Linked DNA regions of Bombyx mori: region 1 is linked to region 2. The links are chromatin contacts, called in public Hi-C maps. All regions are on one chromosome and are shown on one strand. Each heading gives the region's core, a stretch centred on a gene start, on an enhancer-like site or on the middle of the called end of the contact. The rest is flanking DNA. Distances are from core to core; before and after follow the strand shown.

Region 1 (3,363 bases), core at 266-2,765, 900 kb after region 2:
CTGCTTCACCGCGCTCCTTGCTGACAACACGTTTCTCCTCCATATCACATTTATTGCCAAGTATCATCTTTTCCACATCCTCGTTTGCATGCTAAAGAAAAGATTTTTTGTCAATATAATCTTGTAGACCTTCAGTAAACATAATGCCATAATAGCAATAATTTACTAAGCTTAACAAATTACTGTTATTTTTTAATGTTCATATTTTGTGACCTTACTGTTAATAGGCAATACTAATATTTTCTCAATGCCACAGAGACTGAGCATGGATAATTTTTAAATTGTCTCATATTAAATCACATTTATAAAGTAACATTTCAATAACAATATTTTACTGTTACTTAAATTGCTATTATTAAACGTGTCTCTACCAAAAAATTTTGTTATAGTGAGTTCTCAATATTTCAGAGTTGTAAGTATCACAGATAATAGTTAGACCAACACTAAGGTTATTGCAAAGAACTACTACAACTCAAAGAATAACTGTTGAAAGTTTACAAGAGTTATTAATGCTAAGAATTGACTGTACAAGTAAATTTTTGTTTGTGAGAACTGATGCAAAACGATAAATAAGTTATGTTAGTTTTACCTTGGTTCACTAGTTATCAAACTAAATTGTTTTTTAATCAAGGACTTTGACCTCATTGAAATTTGTTTTCATTTCATTTATATATTCAAACCAAACTTATTACCAATGTAACTGGCAATATTGCAGCTTTGTGGTTACAATCATTATTCTGTCTAAAACTTCTGCGGTAACTATTTTCAGTACTGCAGTTACATAATATTGACTAGTGAATTTAGCATTTGAGCTATAGCCCAAATTAGGGGATTAATTTTTTCACTAGTGTCACACAGTTTTTATAGAATTTGTTTTATATCTCACATTCTTTGACTATTCAATTTAGGTCCCTTGATATTGATTAAATAACGAAATGTGAAGGAAATGAGTCATTACATATTTGTTGTTACAAACCTCGTCTATATTTCGTAACCATTTAACGATATCATCAAATGTTTTTTCATTTGTTATGTCGTATACGAGCATGATGCCCATAGCGCCGCGGTAATACGACGTCGTGATGGTGTGGAAACGCTCCTGCCCAGCAGTGTCCCATATCTGGAGCTTTATTTTCTTACCCCTTAATTCCACTGTCTTTATTTTGAAGTCGATACCTAAAAATTTAAATTATTGTAAAAGTAGTTACGTTACGTTCAAAGAATTGTTCAATTATTATTGAATAAGTACAGTTTTTAATATTTTATGAAGACAAATCTCCAGTTATTACCGGCACGAGTGCAAGATAGGAAATTAAGAAAATAACAAGGTGGTTCCTACCTATCGTCGAAATAAAAGTCGTTGTGAAGTGGTTATCTGAGAACCTAAACAATATGCACGTTTTTCCAACTCCGGAGTCACCGATGAGAAGCAGTTTGAATAACAAGTCGTATGTTTTTTTGGCCATTTTACAAATTTATTCGTTTTATAAAACAGATATCAAGGATCCAAAATATCCAACCCAAAATATGACAGATCAAAATTTTGTTGCCACTCATTCAGTGCTCCTTTTTTCCAGTATGGCAAACTTTTAGCGGTTTTGCATAATTAATTTAATTGTTTAATTTTTATGGGATTTTATGACCTGTAAGCTAAGACTTTTAAGTCATATCTTATTTTTATTTACATTCTTATTTTTGTGAAAAATGATAATATGGAGTGAAAAGAAATGAAATTAAGATGATTAATATGAGACATTTATCAACTGGGATGAAATTAAATGAAATGAGATGATATGGGACGAAATATAATCTTAGTAAAATGGTGGCCATTTAGTGAGATTTTTTCAGTGGAATTTTTGGAGGATCCCGAGAAGCTACTTCCCAGCGACTTTGTTTCATTTTCCCACATTTGTGCACTTTCACAGATATTAACCAGTTAATAAACTACCGTAATTATATACACATTTAAATCTGAAGAAACACTAAATAGACAAATAAAACAAATCACACAACTTCACTCCTCGTGTTTCCGCCAAAAAATTAATAAATTTAGTAAAGCCATGACTGCCCATTGACTGCCAGTTTTCAAAATAAAATTCCATCAATTAATATATGTGTATCATGATTCCATCCATTGTCAAATGCCCAGAGAGTTAGTAGGTACTACAAGAACTCCATGCAAATGAGCATTTCTCAAAAAATTTGACGGTAATTTTAAAAATCATCTTAAAATATAATATGAATATTTAGGACATATTATGTTAAATACAGCAAGCTAAATCTAAACAGATTCTTAATTCCCGATTGGTTTTGTGTTTTAATAGAGTTTTTACACAAAATAACAGTAAAATATTAGTCAAGGATGAAATAAAAGTTCTTATTTTAGTACTTGGAAATGATTGAAAACCTTAAAGAAAGACGCAGACTGTATTATAAATTTATGTTTTTCTATGGCTTGGTACCGAGACCTTTAAGTCGAGTCTTATGTTTACTTCTTTTAATCTATTTATTCATAATTAAGACAAACTTAAACTAACTTTAAATTAGCATATTTTTTATAAATATCTTTTTCGCTCGCATTTCTCCTAAAATATCCAATGAATTTAATAGTGAAAAATCTAGCGATTGTAATACTACGGAGCTCTAAATCTAATACCTAATATGAGAGCGCCATTCATAATCTATGGTTAAACATACAATGGGCATAGATTCCCTTGTCTTTCCTAATAAGGAAAAATTGTATCAAAAAAAAAATCTATGGTTGTTGTGTTTGCCCTGCGTCGCTTTTGTCGTTTATTGATCGATAGTTTTTGTTCCCTCTCTTTTACTCATTTATTAATGGTGTCTTGGTTGTGCTGCTTCGAAATTCAATAAAATCGAATTATACAACAAACAACGGAATTTGGTTTTTTTTAGTGTCCATATAAAATACTCATGTGAGAAAAAGTGTGGTGATAGCTTAGTTTTTAGTTTTTTTTTAGAAGTAAATCGATTGAAGATGCATCGTCGAGGCGGGAAACGTATACGGATGGACGATCCTCCACCGGAGTATGTAAATCCTATGACTCCGGCTACTCCTATGACGGACTATGGTGGCCAATCTGTCCATGAACCTGAAACGCCTAATGTGAACTATAGTGGCTTTAATACTGGTGCAGTAGCTAACTCGACGGCAGTGGAAGCGCCACGAGAGGAAGCTGAAGAATCGCATCACGAGGAAGAGGAACCGAGGTCTCCATCTCCGACCCTCAAGCGGGTGACTCGAAGTCGAGGTAGACGCGCAGATGGTGGTTATGTGGGGCGATTGGCGGAGTCTCCGCCGCCACCGCCTATACGACGTCGAGGCCGCGGTGTCCGTGGTCG
Region 2 (3,180 bases), core at 156-2,655:
TTTCTTCCGCCTTGTGTAAAACATATTAAATACTTTGACAAAAGCACACAGTAACAGTCAACTACAGCATATAAATGTATTCATATAAATAAACAAACAAAGTAAACATTGCAAGTACCTTGACTTCTTCGATCTCTACTACTTCCGGTGTTTCTCTAAAGAAATGGCACTGTAATTTACACAAATAATTGTGCAGAACATTCGAATTAAGTCCATAATAACAAGCCACACATCCCAACACATAACTAAACGCAAAAGTTACGAAGTGAAATCTGTAAACAAAAAACTGGGTTAAAAACTATTCGAATGTGATAGTTCACTTACAAAATGGGTATTACGTTATATAGACCTGTAATAATAAATAACAGCAAAAGAGGCACTAGTAATTCCGAAGCAAATAATATAATTTTGATTAACAAAATTTTCTACAAACTTATTTTGACATCTTTCAGTCATGGTTCGCGAAATACAAGTCGTCTCGTCACTGACGTTTATTTAGATTGACGGCCTTGACGTTTGTCACGTTAAAGATTTAAATGGGGATGCCTGACTAATTCCGAAAAATAAAAAAATAGTTCCAAATCCGATTACATTTCAAAATATAATATAATTTATCTTGATGGTTTTATTAAATGTCCTACATGGTGGTGAATAAAAATAAGGACTTAATTTTTTACCTAAAAAACTTAAAAAAGGTCAGTCTGTAATAAAAAATAAATGACCGAAGTCTGAATACCCAAGGGTTTCAGTAACAAATGAACATGATCTTAATGAAGTCATCACATAACACTAGGTATGTACCAGGTATGTACCAGTGTACCTGCTTACTACTAAACAGAAAAATATTTTATTATTGAAACCGTTAAAATATTTGTTAGCAGTGGACAGCGGCTTGACTGTGCTGCTAATTTTACTAATGTCCACGATAGATAGTGACCACTTGCCAACACTTGGACCCCGCTGTCAGGTGGCTCATTGCTTAAAAAGCCAATAAAAATAATTGTGCGTTTTCCAAAACTAAAATGTTTTACACACAATATTATTAAACAGGTTCTTCGCACAATTTTGGCATTTAATGAAGAAGCACTAAGAAATGCTGTTAGTTGGGAAGGGCGGGTCAGTCGTTATATTACAGAGACTTACAATTGACGTTTCGAGATGAGTGGGGCCATTTATGTTGTTGGTGTCTATGGGCTGCGGTAACTACTTAACACCAGACGTGAGGTATACCTTTAGGCAAAAAATTGACATTTACCCGAACACAAGCAGTGCTTTCTACCACCGAGATGAAACTGTACAACCCTCAGAACTAAGCAGTGACATTTTTCATTTCACTCCACATTATCATTTTTCATAAAATTAAGAATTTAAATTAAAATGAAACATGACTTAAGAGTCTTAGTTACCAGGTCATAAATAAGATCCTTTAAAAAAAATAAGCAGCTGACAAATGTCAAATTTCAAAAGGAATAATAAAGATAACCTCATTTTATTTGAATTGCTTTAATTTTTAATTCTATTAAAAAGCACACCCATAGATTATACACTTAATATATTCGAAGCACACCTAAAATTCCAGATTACATTTAGATACCAAAGTATTCGATTTGTGATCTACAAAAAATACTGACAGTGAGTTTAATAATTATTTTTGTTTTAATTTTTTCTCATAAAAAACTATATTTTCATCTTAGTTAAGAGTCAACAAATACAGATCAAAATCGCTCTCGATTTATCAAAACGCAGAATTTCTCAATTGTAGTTTTTAAGAATTTTTTTTTCTTTTTTTTTTGTTGCCCTTGTAGGCAGACGAGCATACGGCCCACCTGATGGTGAGTGGTTACCGTTGCCCATGGACTTCAGCAATGCCAGGGGCAGAGCCAAGCCGCTGCCTACCGCAAATGTAGATAGTACCAGATTAGAAGTTAGTGGAATATATTTTCAGTCTCAATTAAGGCTTTATTACACTTTATCATCTATACATGATTTTATGGTTACTAAGAATTTTAATGGTTAATGAGAGCTCAGCAAGAAAACTGTCATTTTATTTTGAATCGAAATCTCAATTTTCTTGTACTAAATGGATATATCAAACAAAACAAAATCACATCTACCTGCAAATCCAGTGCAGGATTGAAGCAAATTTATGAAATTAATTTAAAATATGAAATTTGCAATGACATGTTTATCCTATAATTTGTTTTATCATAATAATCATGGTTTCCTATGTCATTTGGCCATTATATCAGTACATAATACATACTGATTACATGCTATTAACATACTTTCAGTCATATTAATAATTGTATTGATAAATAAAATCATTTCTCATCCTACATCCTACATTATCTAAAATGGTTACTTTGACAGTTTTTTATTAGCTTCATATATGTTTTGTCTGAAGATTGTTGCATTGTCTTTTTGTATTAATTTTTGTAATAATTGTGTTTTATTATATTTTTATTTATGTCATTTAACTACTAGTACAACACTAAAAGTATTTTATTTTAATTTTTTTTAAGGGATTTTATGACCTGGTAACTAAGAATTTTATTTACATCTTTCAGATAAAATGGCAATACAGAGATGCTTATTACAAATAGTGAAAACTTACAAATTAAGGCATCATTTACAGTCAAACATCAGACAAACATACTGTATGTTATGCCTGAAGTACAGCACAGGTGGATCATCAAGGAAATATACTGATAGACATGAATGGGTTACAATAGACAAAGATATAGGTACAGTTGGGGTTAGCGAATATGCCCAAGAATCTCTTGGTGATGTTGTTTTTGCACAGCTGCCAGACCCCGGAACAGACCTTAAAGCTGGTGATGAGTGCGGTGCCTTAGAAAGTGTGAAAGCTGCTAGTGAAATCTATTCTCCATTATCTGGTACTGTTACGGAGAAAAATAAAGATGTAGAAGACAAACCCGCACTAATAAATACATCTTGTTATGACAAAGGATGGTTGTTTAGGTTGAAAATAATTAAGCAAAGCGAGATAAATGATCTCATGACTGAAGAAGAGTACAAGAAATTTTTGGAAACAGATGCTGAGAAACCAGAATAATTTAAGTTGAATTAGATAGAGGCTATTTATTTCAAATGTTGAATCTTTGTTTTTTAATAATTAAGGGGACAAATAAATGTTAAAAATATATTTCTTTTTAAATT

Evidence for each region. Hi-C and Micro-C count contacts between places; a contact is called where the count stands out from the background.
Region 1: a Hi-C map of middle silk gland shows a contact between it and region 2, with 2.8 times the contacts expected there. The contact joins the promoter of Rab-10 here to the promoter of LOC101737703 in region 2. A contact is called at or near these places in 3 of 7 Hi-C or Micro-C datasets (middle silk gland, posterior silk gland and whole pupa).

Annotation. Positions count from the first base shown.
Region 1 is chr11:19,502,534-19,505,896 of ASM3026992v2, forward strand. Rab-10 (small GTP-binding protein Rab10) reads right to left here and starts at 1,516. Exons shown (of 4, transcript NM_001098352.2): 1 at 1,340-1,516; 2 at 977-1,176; 3 at 2-91. The coding sequence starts at 1,466. It overlaps LOC101743029 (cohesin subunit SA-2), which reads left to right and starts at 2,754. Exons shown (of 21, transcript XM_004927037.4): 1 at 2,754-3,363. The coding sequence starts at 2,999.
Region 2 is chr11:18,606,703-18,609,882 of ASM3026992v2, forward strand. LOC101737703 (glycine cleavage system H protein, mitochondrial) reads left to right here and starts at 1,406. Exons shown (of 2, transcript XM_062671276.1): 1 at 1,406-1,632; 2 at 2,568-3,180. The coding sequence starts at 2,573. The coding sequence ends at 3,076. All of the region lies in intron 20 of LOC101736905, which reads right to left.